Regions from separate parts of the Columba livia genome. Here region 2 is linked to region 1. A link is a contact called in public Hi-C data. All regions are on one chromosome and are shown on one strand. The core of a region is the stretch at or near the end of the contact, and the rest is flanking DNA. Distances in the headings are between cores, read along the strand shown.

Region 1 (5,082 bases), core at 155-2,654:
TTGGTTTCCATGACAGTCTTTTCTTTACATCATTTTCATTTTCCCTTCATTTTCTTGGAGGGGAAAAAAGAGAGGGGGAAAAAAAAATGGTAAAACCTCATGGAGCTCTCCAAAGAAACCAAGCTTTGCTAGAGTTTTACTTTTTCACTGAAGAACAGCAGCAAACGGGAACGTTGTTTCAGTAGAAGTTGTTACTGTGCCATTAAGAGGATGAACTGGAGCGGCCAGTCTATGCCATTTGAGATCTGACGTTGGTGTTTCTGCTCTTGGGTACCAACCAGCTACACAAAGCTGGGTCAACATCCACTTCTTGGCAAATCTTACTTCGCAACGCTATCGAGAACCTGTCCTACAAATCACTGCGAGGCAGAAGATGGGATCTCCATTAGCACCATCCTGCTTCTACCAATCACTGCTCAAAACTCAGCCTGAAGCATGAGGAAAGAATAAATATGGTTCATCTTGGCTTCATACTTCACAGCCACTAACACGCCCCAGGGAGACAAAGCTCTACTCTCACTTTATGTGCTGTAGCAACTATCCTGGTTCTCCACAATAAATAAATCAGCAAAGCAAAGGAAAAATGCTTCCACTAAACTGAAAGTCACCGTGTCCAAACTGCTACAAATAGCTCCAAGTGAAAGGTTCCCGACTCTGCAGCATTTATCTCCCCAAGCAATATCCTGAAAAGGATTAAAATGTACCTGAGCACAGGAAGACCATAACTGGGCCACTTCTTTAAGGAATGTACAGTCATCGATGAAGGTGCAACGTTCATCCCAAAATGTCAGAGGCACAGTGACAACGTGATGGAAACGCAAATATTTGCCAAGTTCTTTGTAATCCCACTTTCCATTGATTCATTTAGTGGATGCAAATGAGTTTTCCAAGTACTTTTCATACAGGATGTTTATGTCCCTTCAATACATTTCAGCTACATTTCTCAGAGCCGCTTGTGATACTGGGCCATATTTAAAATGCAGAAGCAATAGTATCTGGTTTATGTAGCTGGGGCTGACAGTCGCAGCTTAAACAAAAATATCTGCTTGTTATACTACAGAAGCTTTACTAAAGGCAAACAAACACCCTCCCTCCAGCTGTGCATTTCCCAATTGACTTTCTGAAGAACGAGCACCCGGTGCTGTTCAGGGTCTGAGCGGCAGAGCGCAGCACTGGCACGTCTAACAACCACCTCCAGTGCCAGCAACGCTGCAAACCAAGGACAGGCTCCTGTTCTCATGCCCAAGGGGCCTGTGCGCCCATCTCTACACCCTCACGCAGCAAGGAGCAGGCATCAGATCAATCCTACCCACGAGAGGACAAGGGTCTAGCTCGCTCTCATTACAGCAATCCAATGCAAAAAAACACCTTTGAGATCCAACAGAAAAGCACAAAGGTGGTTTTCAGAACGAGAAACAGTTGAATTTTTATATATATTTTTAAATTTGAGTCATCACGTAGCTCCTTAACCTGATCCTTGTTGCGAAGATAAAAGAACTATCCCTTGTGACGTGGCAGAGGACAGCTGTAGGACTGGCTTAAGTGCAGGCATAGCTCAAGGCCAGGACTGCTGGGGTTATTAGAAGTAGTGCTGACTTTTTAGATTTAGCTCCCAGCTCAGGGACTTGGGAATGCAGGGAAACAGTTACCCAGCGAGATGCCTGTAAAACCTCACAGTAAATGAGAAATGTGATAGACGAAAGGCAGTGAAAAAAACGACAAGTGCTTCCAGTAGGAAAACTCTGGGCTACGCACACTCCTAATCACATGTCCAAGAAATCTGCATTCAATAAAGATACTTTCATGTGTATCATTTTTTGAGTTGAGGACTTTTAATTCCATTTTCCATATTCCCTGTCAATGTTCAATTGTTCTAGCCAGTGCTTACTGCATGCCATGGTTAACAGGGAATTCTCCTCTTTCAAAAGACCACACAGGATGTGTGTTTTCTACTCCCAGCTTTTCCACTCCAAAGTGGGGAAAAATAAGAAAAAGGAAAAAAAAAAAAAACACTTTTAAGCACTGCCATGAGCTGGCAAATGAAGGGAAACCTCTCATTCCTGAGACTCAGCATTAGTCCAGGGCATCCATTTACCATAGTTTAGAGGATCAGCCTGGAAAGAACAAAACGCAAATTCTTAACTATTCATCTCCTGTGTTTTCAGATAAAGTTCACTGGCTCACAGATCCACGGGTAAAACCATCTCCGGCTCACATGTGAAACAACTCATTTGGTAAGTGAGAGCTGAGACATAGACCAAGCAGCTTGGCAGCTGTTTGAACCTACACGGGCATTGTGACCAAAATTCACCTCTGTAAAGCAGGTTGATTTTATGTCACGCGAAGATTTCCTAAGCGAGGCTTAAAGACTTGAACTGATCCTCTGCAGATGAATCAAATGTACCCAAAGGACAGTGAACTTCCAGCAAAACTGTCCCATGCTTGTATTTTCTTTCATAGCTCTCACTGGTTTTAGAGACAAAAAGGGATGCGACAAGCAAAACGGAATGGTTAGCTCCTGAGGACGACATTAGCATGATAACTACCTGCCAGCTTTACGTTCGGCCTTGCCATGGCTATAGCGAAGCAGCAGTGAGATCCTTATTACCATTCCCAAAGCTCTCAGCAGTACAGTACACAGCCTCGCATAATAGCACACTGGCGAAGGAATGTACTTTAGGAACAAAAATCCCACATACAATACGCGTGGGAAAGGCAGCCAGGGTTAGAGTCCTTCTTCTGTAAAATGAACTGTAGAAAAAAGCCAGAGAAAATAGAAGAGTCAATGAGCACAATACTTCAATTCCAGGTCCTTGTTGGCTTAAAAAAAGAGACTCCAAAAATCCCAGCCCCTTGTTTGATGCAGTTTCTACAGCCCATTGTTTCACAGAGGGATGAGGTGATCCTAACCATGGCTTAGGCATAAAAGGACAAGTGGAGCTTTGCGTTGTTATGGTAGAGAGCAATATCTCATCACACAAACAACAACAGAGATTAATTCAGTCATCAACGAGGAAATCCCACCTTGGTGAGCCCCCTGGCCAGCCAGTGGTTATGGCAATAACAATGTTATGTGGCCTTCATTGCCACACAGCTACTACAGAGAGCACAACCCAGTGGTTTACTCACAGTGTGATAAACAGACACACTCAGGCTCCCTAATGCCTCAGTAAACCCAGGCTTAAGTGCCTAATGTACATTAATGCATTTTTATGCCTACCTACACTTACGTCATTTGGCAGAGGGCTACTGGGAGAGTTCAAAAAATTAGCCATTAAACTCCAGTGCCACCTCTATCTTTTTAATTGCTGTTACCCCCTAGGACCATAAAAGAAGAAATACTAGTGGTGGCATGTAAATACACGACCCAAACATGACTGTATTTACTGATGTGCATTGGATTCACTCTGCAATAGACAGATAAAATGCAAAATCAGGATGCATTAAAACTGGTGATCATGACGGAAAACAAACTTTACTCATCCAGCCTCAGCAAATTCTAAATCCTTCCTTCTTTACTAAATGTTGCATATAAACAAAAATTTAGAAAATGCCATTCTTTTCTCCTGGATCAACACTACACCGCAAGACTGCATATACTCTAAGTGCAACCAGAAACAATTGCTTCTATAGCATCGCCAATGGAAATTAAATGATTGCTATAAATTAATACTTACTGCCAAAAATACGGTATCCGTTCTGTTTAATTGAACTCATTTAATTGGCAAACCCAAATAGAAGCCAATGTGCCAATTAAGGGATTGCCCTAATTTTCAGAGATTCCCGGGGACCAGCTTCACAGGAGTTTGCCGGTGAAACAGAAACGACTCGAACCAAGCGGGAGAGCAGGCACAAGAACCATACGCCACCAAACAATGTCTTGCCAAAAGCTTACAAGGGAAGAAAAATACTTGATTCATGCAGCAATAACAGGGAAAACATGTGATGTGAACTGAAAATGAAATATAGGTTACTGGTGCAATGCCAGACCAGAACTGTTTTGCTCAAAATATTATTACAGCCTTGGTGTGCTGTATGGAACGTTTGTATCATATCAACGCCTGCATTGTCCACGCCATCCAAAATCCCGTTTCTGTGCCATCCTTATCTTTGTGACAAACGGCACCCTGAAGAAGCCACAAGGAAGATCTGGGGCAGCACTGGGTTAAGTGCTGTACAAAGAATAAGAAACAAACCCCACATTAAGGACAGCGAAATCTTTCTTTAAACTGTTACAATTTACTAATCTCTACACGCTTTTATAAATTGCATTTAAAAATAGTTTTCTCCTCTCTCATGCCCCAGATTTAACAGAGTGATATATTGAGGTCTCATTAAAAAGCCTTTATTACCTTCACAATCTGTGGGACGGTACCTTATCTAGTTTCAAATGCTGAAAATACTACCGCTCTCGGAATTCATCTGACCTGATATAAGAACTAAGGTTATTCCAGGGACTTCATAGGACGGGGCTTAACCTCTGTGCCTTTCTAAAACATCTGTAGGTTTGGATTCTTCCTAACATTCCAGCAGCAGAAGCTGTTAAAGATGATGTGCACCAACATCCGACTACCTGCCTTCTTGCTCACTTAGCATTTGCCAAATTTACTGATTCATAACCATTTCCCATCAGGAATTCAGAGGTTCCTGCATCACACTTTTTCTAGGCAACCTGCTGATAAACTCATGAGTGAATTCCTGCAGATATCACTGCAGGACGAGACCAGGTGTCAGAACCATCACCTGTATTCTTGTGCTTGGGGCACTAGGAAAAATCTCACTGTAGATAAACCTACCACAGCTTGTATTTGTAAGCTTTCCGAGATTAAAGAAATGGCTGATGCTGCAGAAAAAACAACCTTTCCAAAGAAAATCCTATTGGTAGCTTTGGAGTGAGTATATTCACCTTATCTCCAGTGCCTGTCATGTTAATGCGGCTTCAGGTGGCAGCTTTCCGTGACAGCACCATTTCAACAGGGTGCATAAAGAAACATTTTATCTCTATCTCGTTGTTTAAATCCTTCTTCCCCACAAAATTTAGACGAATGGAAGAAAAAGGCAATGGGGATGGAGCGAGGCTGC
Region 2 (5,921 bases), core at 1,793-4,292, 79 kb after region 1:
TCAATAACGTCAATCTGCATGTGTGCAGCAATTGTGGTTCCATTACCTTCAGAGCAACCTTCTCCTTTTTAGGCTTCTTCCCCAATGTTTTCCCTATCAGCAGCAACCATAGGCTTGCCTGTGGGCACGGACGGTGGGTCTGTGTTGAAAACCGGGCTGCCTAAGTTCTGGTATTTACCCTGGCACTCGGGAAGCAGTGCTGTGTCTAGAGAGATAATCCATCAGTTCTCAAAATGTAATAACTCAGCATGTCAAAATATGAGCTGTTCAATTACTGGAATTCCTTCACTCATTTTGGAGAGATCTCTGTTCCCTTTTCTGCCTCTCAACATGGCCATTCTTTCTTGTCTTGAGGAGGAAACGTATTTACTGATGATGGAGGAGGAAGGTGTTTGCCTTGCTGGAGAGGTGTGGGACTGCCATGGCTTTATTTCCGGAAAATGAAGATAATTGTAAGCCGGCATCACTTTCTGAAGGTACAAGAACAAGGTGTGTATGGGTTCTGAGGAGGATTTAGCAGGTCTGATGAGATAAACTGCCCTGAGGATGGTCCGTTGCCGTTTCTCTGTGTGTGTACAGCAGCTGGTACCGCAAGGCTACGGCTGGGAATCCTGGATGCTTCTGCAAAACAGATGATGATCATAAAAATATCCCGCACCTCATTAAGCAAGTCAAGGAAAACTCCAACAAGGATGCAGATCTACAGTAATTATTGGCAAGGAAGCTGGGATTTCTGACTTCAAAAGCAGGTCTGAAAGAGTTAGGGCAAATCCCAGTGAAAAGCCTGCATACCTTGAGCTGCCCTGGAGTATGAAATATTGCCAGTGCTGTGGCAGACAGAGAGAAGTACATTTGTCTTGGTTACTGCTACAGCCCAGAAATGCACCATTTCCTGTGCTGTAATTGTTTTGACTCAGAAGAATTATTCTCCTTTCTGTGTTCTGGCTTTCTGGGACTCTGATCACCAAGGTATGCTGCTCGGCAGAGGGAGAATGGCTCGCTGCCCATCGTTGTGGGTGAAAAACTATTTCATTAAATCTTTCTGGACAGTGCCTTTCAATTTCTATTGCGCTGGGGATCTGGAATCTGAGCCAGTCAGTAAAACAGGCCTCTTGCTCTTGGAGGTGCCAGAAGCGATCTGCCCGTCTGCTGAGTGGAAATGATACAGTCCCGGCCAAGCTTTGTGTTCCAGGATTCAGCCCACGCCACTGATTTTATATATATATATATATATATATTTTCCCCATTGTGGTGGGGAAGATGGGTAGGTGCTGGGGGGTGCATGTGAGAAACCAAGAGAGCACACATCTTCAAAAGGCAGAAATAAGACAAAAATAAAAGACACAAAAGACAGAATGGCAAATTGTTTTTCTATGGATGAGTTATCACATAGCAATTTAAAAAAAATTGCGCTATCTGGTTTACTATTTTATCCACGAAACTATTCTTTCTCTTAATATTCAGCTGCTGTTCATGGGATTGACGTGATGGTAAAACCATCTGCAATACTATTAGCAGTCTCGGTATAAAAGAGATCCTTTAACAAGGTGTTAGGGTTGGCTGTTGTCTTCCTCCTGCCTCAGGCAGCCCCCCCTACCACTCTCTTTATTTTTGCTGCTTAGTCAGCAGGTTCTAAAGCAGATTCAAAGCAAAGATGAAAGCAGCCGGCTCTAAAAATGCTGATTTCTCCAAGTGCTGCACCCAGGGACAGACGCAGTACCAACATCTTCCTAACAGCAGACTTCAATCCGCTTCTAAGCGTAGACGTGTAAAAGGGAAAATAATTTACCAACAAGCTTAGAATAAAGAATACCCTCTTCACCTAAAGCAGGCAGCCTACAGAACAAAGAGGAAAAAAGGCAAAACCAGTCTTTTTTTCCTTTCCTGAATATAACTTTTTTTAGAAAAGCTTGGATAAATCAGCCTGGTATATTAACCTCTCATGGGTGATGGAGGGAGTGTCATCTGCAGCCTGCTTCTCATGTCTCCCTCTCTTAAACAGCAGTCTCCCTTTGCTCATACGTAATACAGTGGTGGGTGGGTTTTTGGGTTGGGTTTTTTTGTGTTTGCCTCTGTTTTGAGGCACCAGGTCGTTCTGATTTTGCCTTCCCTTTTGCAGGGTCTGGGCTGGCTGTGAAGGGCTAAGTGATGTGTAAAGAACACTCTCTCATCTCTCTTGCCTTCGGTGTGAGCTTGTCTGTGGTGCATCCCAGCTGAACAGGATGAAAGGATCCGTATTCAGCGCATAACACCTACAGCTCAAGCCAGAAAAAGAGCCCAGGAAAAAAACAAACAGCAAAACCCTCCTGCTTTGAAATTCCCTGATGTTGCTTACTTTCACAGCTGCTTCAAGGACCAAAGCTTTTAAAATCTTAGAGAAGACACTAAGAGCAGCTGATTCACCCAATAATGTTTCTTTAAACTGGTTTCATGTTTTCCACACAGAATCTTGGGGGTCAGCATTCTTCCTTGTTTCACAACCGGTGAAACAGAGACACAGAAAGGGCAGATGACATATTCAAGATCACATAATGAATCCTGAGAGTCTCAAGAACTACAAGATGAGGTCCTGATTTTGAGCTAATGGATAGAATCCTAAATTCACAGTATTTCCCAGAACTGTCCTGCTGTGGGAAGCCCAGCCCGTACGACTTTATTTAGTAGAGTCTTTGATTTTTCCTTTTTTTCCCAAGGAAGATGAATCCAGGAGATCCCGTGAACCTTTTGGGGTTGTCAGAGCACTTTTTGTAAGAGTAAAGACTTGTCTCACTGCCTCCCTTCTGTTTGACCGTGACCTGCGAAGGACTCCGGAGCACCAAGAGAGGACGTGAGACCGTGACACATGGCTTAGGGTGCGATAAACCAGCCCTTGCTCTGGGCCTCTGAAAAACTGCAGAGACTGTCGGAAACACAGAGAGGGGTGGTCTGCAAGTAAGAAAAGAGGGGGCTGACATGAGGGGAGAGAACGAGAAGGGAAGACAGCAAGAAGAATTTGTGAGCACGCGAGGTTCAAAGACATTCCTTGGCTTCTTCTGCCTCCTGTGCCGGCTTGGCCAGAGCTGGGGCAGTGAGGACCTCACTTAATCCGCGCTTCCCTTTCCTCTTGCACTGGGAATGGAAGAGTTGTGTGTGACCCTGCTCTCCCCCTCTTTCCCTCTCCATTTCCTTTCCCAGCAGCTCTCTCTGGGATACGCAGCCATCTGGCTGTTTATTGCAGCGTGAGCTGAACTCTTAGATGGATCCTTTGGAATTTGGTCCTGGTTTAACAATTTCTCTCTCGCTCCTTTGCGTTTTCTATACGTCTCATTTGTGCCCCTGGAGCCACTATTGCATGAGTGCACTCTGGCCTTTTATATCCCACGTATTTTCATGTTTCCTCTTCTCCCCAGAGCTTCTCCACATTCCTCTTTGGTTTCTATTATTTTTATTCAATTTTTTCTCACGTTTCTCTGCTTCCTGTTAGCACAGGGAGCACCATCCCGCTCTGAAAGAGTTGACTGAGCGTAGGCATCAGCCTCCCTCCTGCTCTAATCCCATCCGTCCTGGGTCAGGACACTGACCTCAGGGGCATTGCTGGAGGCGGAAAGGGAAGATGCAAACGGTTCCAGAGGAAGTTCAGCCTTGAAGTTCAGAATAATGAGCAAAAATCCTTAGCCTCTGTCGCTTTATGCGACGAGTAAAATGCACAGTACAGTCTGCTTAATCCCTTCACTTCTAGGAGCAAGCAAAGATGCTGGTAAAGAGACAGGGAAACAAAAAGGAGCAGCTTCCATTAAAAAACTATCCTATATTGGTAAGAGAGCATGAGGTACTGAGATTATAATGATAGTCTCTCCTGGGTACTTTCATACTTCTTTTTCCTTCCAGGATATCTCATAAGATAATGTTAACCACGCAGCTGCTGCAAATAGATTTCTTGGTGGACTTCTCATGAAAGAACAGATTGATGCTGTGAAATGAAATCCTCATTTGTGTCTGGTGGTGAGATAAACTAGGAATATTAGAGCACTATTGTTCTAGGCTCTTTGACTATTTAAGATTTTTTTCCTTTTTATTTCAGTCCTCTTGCTATACCAGTGAACTTCCCATAGTTGTTTGCTTGTGCTGGGTGCCGTGGGGGCAGGACTGAAGATAAAGCTGATGCTTCTTGTACCATCACAAGTGTAGTATGTGAGGGATGGATGGTGTGCTGGGATCTGTGCCGAGGGGCTGAATGGCCACTGACAGCTTCACAGTGGCAAAGGATGTGGACCCGGAATAATTAGACAACTGTGTCTCATTGCAGCTCATGACAGCTTCCAGATGCTGCTGTAAGTGATTCCAGATGTGTTCTTCAGGACCTCTGGTTGTCGAGAGCACCCGTGCACTGGGAGGGTGAGCTACATCCTCTTCCAGGGATGCATGTGGCATCTCTGTCTTTTCATTTTACACTCACGTGGTGGGGATGAGGTCAGCAGCATTCAAAGGTACACTCAAAGGACAAAGCCTTTCACGTGTCCCTCCAGTAACTGTGTCCTTTCCAGAGCTCACAGATGTGCACAGCTGTGCAGCTGACCAGGGCATGAAGGATTGTCTCTGTCTGTTGCTGGTAAAACTGTATTTTTCCCTATGCACTATAACTTCAGGGCCTGCTGTCTCCCATGGTGGAAGAGGGAGCCATGCAGACCCAAAGGAACCATCCAGATTATCTTGTCTGAGGGCACAGGGCAGGGAATTTCTCTTGGTTATTCTCATGTCTGGCCTGATACCTCCCCCTGCTGTTCCTTCCAGCTCCATCCCAGCTCTTGTTCATTCCTGATGAATATTTCATAGTGGTTCAGCTATAGAAACCCCAAACTTGGGAGCAAGAAGGCTCTTTGGGCGCTGACTGCAAGCATTTCTCAGTTTCCCCATCTTTAGGAAAATACAACCTCTCCATCCCCCTCCCGGAGCTGGGTTTTAAGAGATTGCTTTGCTAAGCTTTGCACATTTGATTTGTGTTCAAAATGATGGTTGATGCACTCAGTCCCAGCGTCATTAAAAGCCACCTTTTGTCCTTCCCGGTATGAACACTTCCAGGATGAGATTGGTTTATATTTTAGTATTTTTAAAGTAATAAATATAATGATATGGGAAAATACAGGAAGGACGGAGAGTAACAGAAGAAGTGATTTTCATGCTTGTTCAAGCCACTTCACTGTACTATGCAAACCATCTGGTATGAAACAGGCGGGCAGTTTTACCTAACTGTATTATCTCTGACTTCGGCACAGGAGCTGGTAGGGCAGGAAAAGTGTTCTATTGCCTGTGGATGTGCCCCGGAGAAACAGAATTACATTAGATTGTAAAATCTTGGTGAAAGGGACAGGTTTTTTAATTGCACGGTGATTCAGCATCCAGCACAAGTGGTGCTCATCCAGCTGGGTGCCATCCTATTGAAAGTAGCTATTGCTTTCCAAAATAAAAATAGCTGTAATAGTAATAAGAGTGGGAAAGATGGACAAATGCTAGGTAGAAGAGGGCACGCAGTGGTGATTTTGCCCATTATGGTAGGGAAGTTCAGCCTGAATTCTTCAGCAAAGCTCAGGGACATTTTTGTCTTATTTTCCCAGGTTTCCTTGTCTTGCCATAATGCTCTTGTCTCATGTTGCAGAAGCAAGAGGTTGTGCTTGTGCGCTGGCTCTGCTCAGGAGCATTGCCATCTGCTGGTCTTCTCTCACAAAGGCAAATTGCAAGCCTGGTTTTAGTTGGGCAGCTCGGCTCAGCCTGTCCCGGCTGGCACGTGAGCTGCTGGCAACCCCGGCAGGGCAGAAGCACCTTTGCTGGCTCCAGGCTGGACATTTTAAAATGCCTTTCAAGTGATGAGTGTATGTTTTATAGGTGATTCACCCTGCTCTAAGAGTTTGCAAAATTATATGTATATTCTTTTTAAATAAACTTTT

What was found. Hi-C and Micro-C count contacts between places; a contact is called where the count stands out from the background.
Region 2: a Hi-C map of crop shows a contact between it and region 1, with 6 times the contacts expected there. The contact joins two enhancer-like sites. A contact is called at or near these places in 2 of 2 Hi-C or Micro-C datasets (crop and liver).

Annotation. Positions count from the first base shown.
Region 1 is chr24:3,029,022-3,034,103 of bColLiv1.pat.W.v2, forward strand. The region is part of intron 2 of ARHGAP32 (Rho GTPase activating protein 32); the gene reads right to left. Among named protein-coding and RNA genes, the nearest start is that of ARHGAP32, 62 kb to the right of the region's middle. Within about 2 kb of position 1,405, at least 1 of the 3 cell types and tissues checked has an H3K27ac peak away from gene starts, as active enhancers do.
Region 2 is chr24:3,105,954-3,111,874 of bColLiv1.pat.W.v2, forward strand. It overlaps LOC110364501 (a long non-coding RNA gene), which reads left to right. Exons shown (of 7, transcript XR_010467901.1): 4 at 355-489; 5 at 2,120-4,374. Among named protein-coding and RNA genes, the nearest start is that of BARX2, 15 kb to the right of the region's middle. Within about 2 kb of position 3,043, at least 2 of the 3 cell types and tissues checked have an H3K27ac peak away from gene starts, as active enhancers do.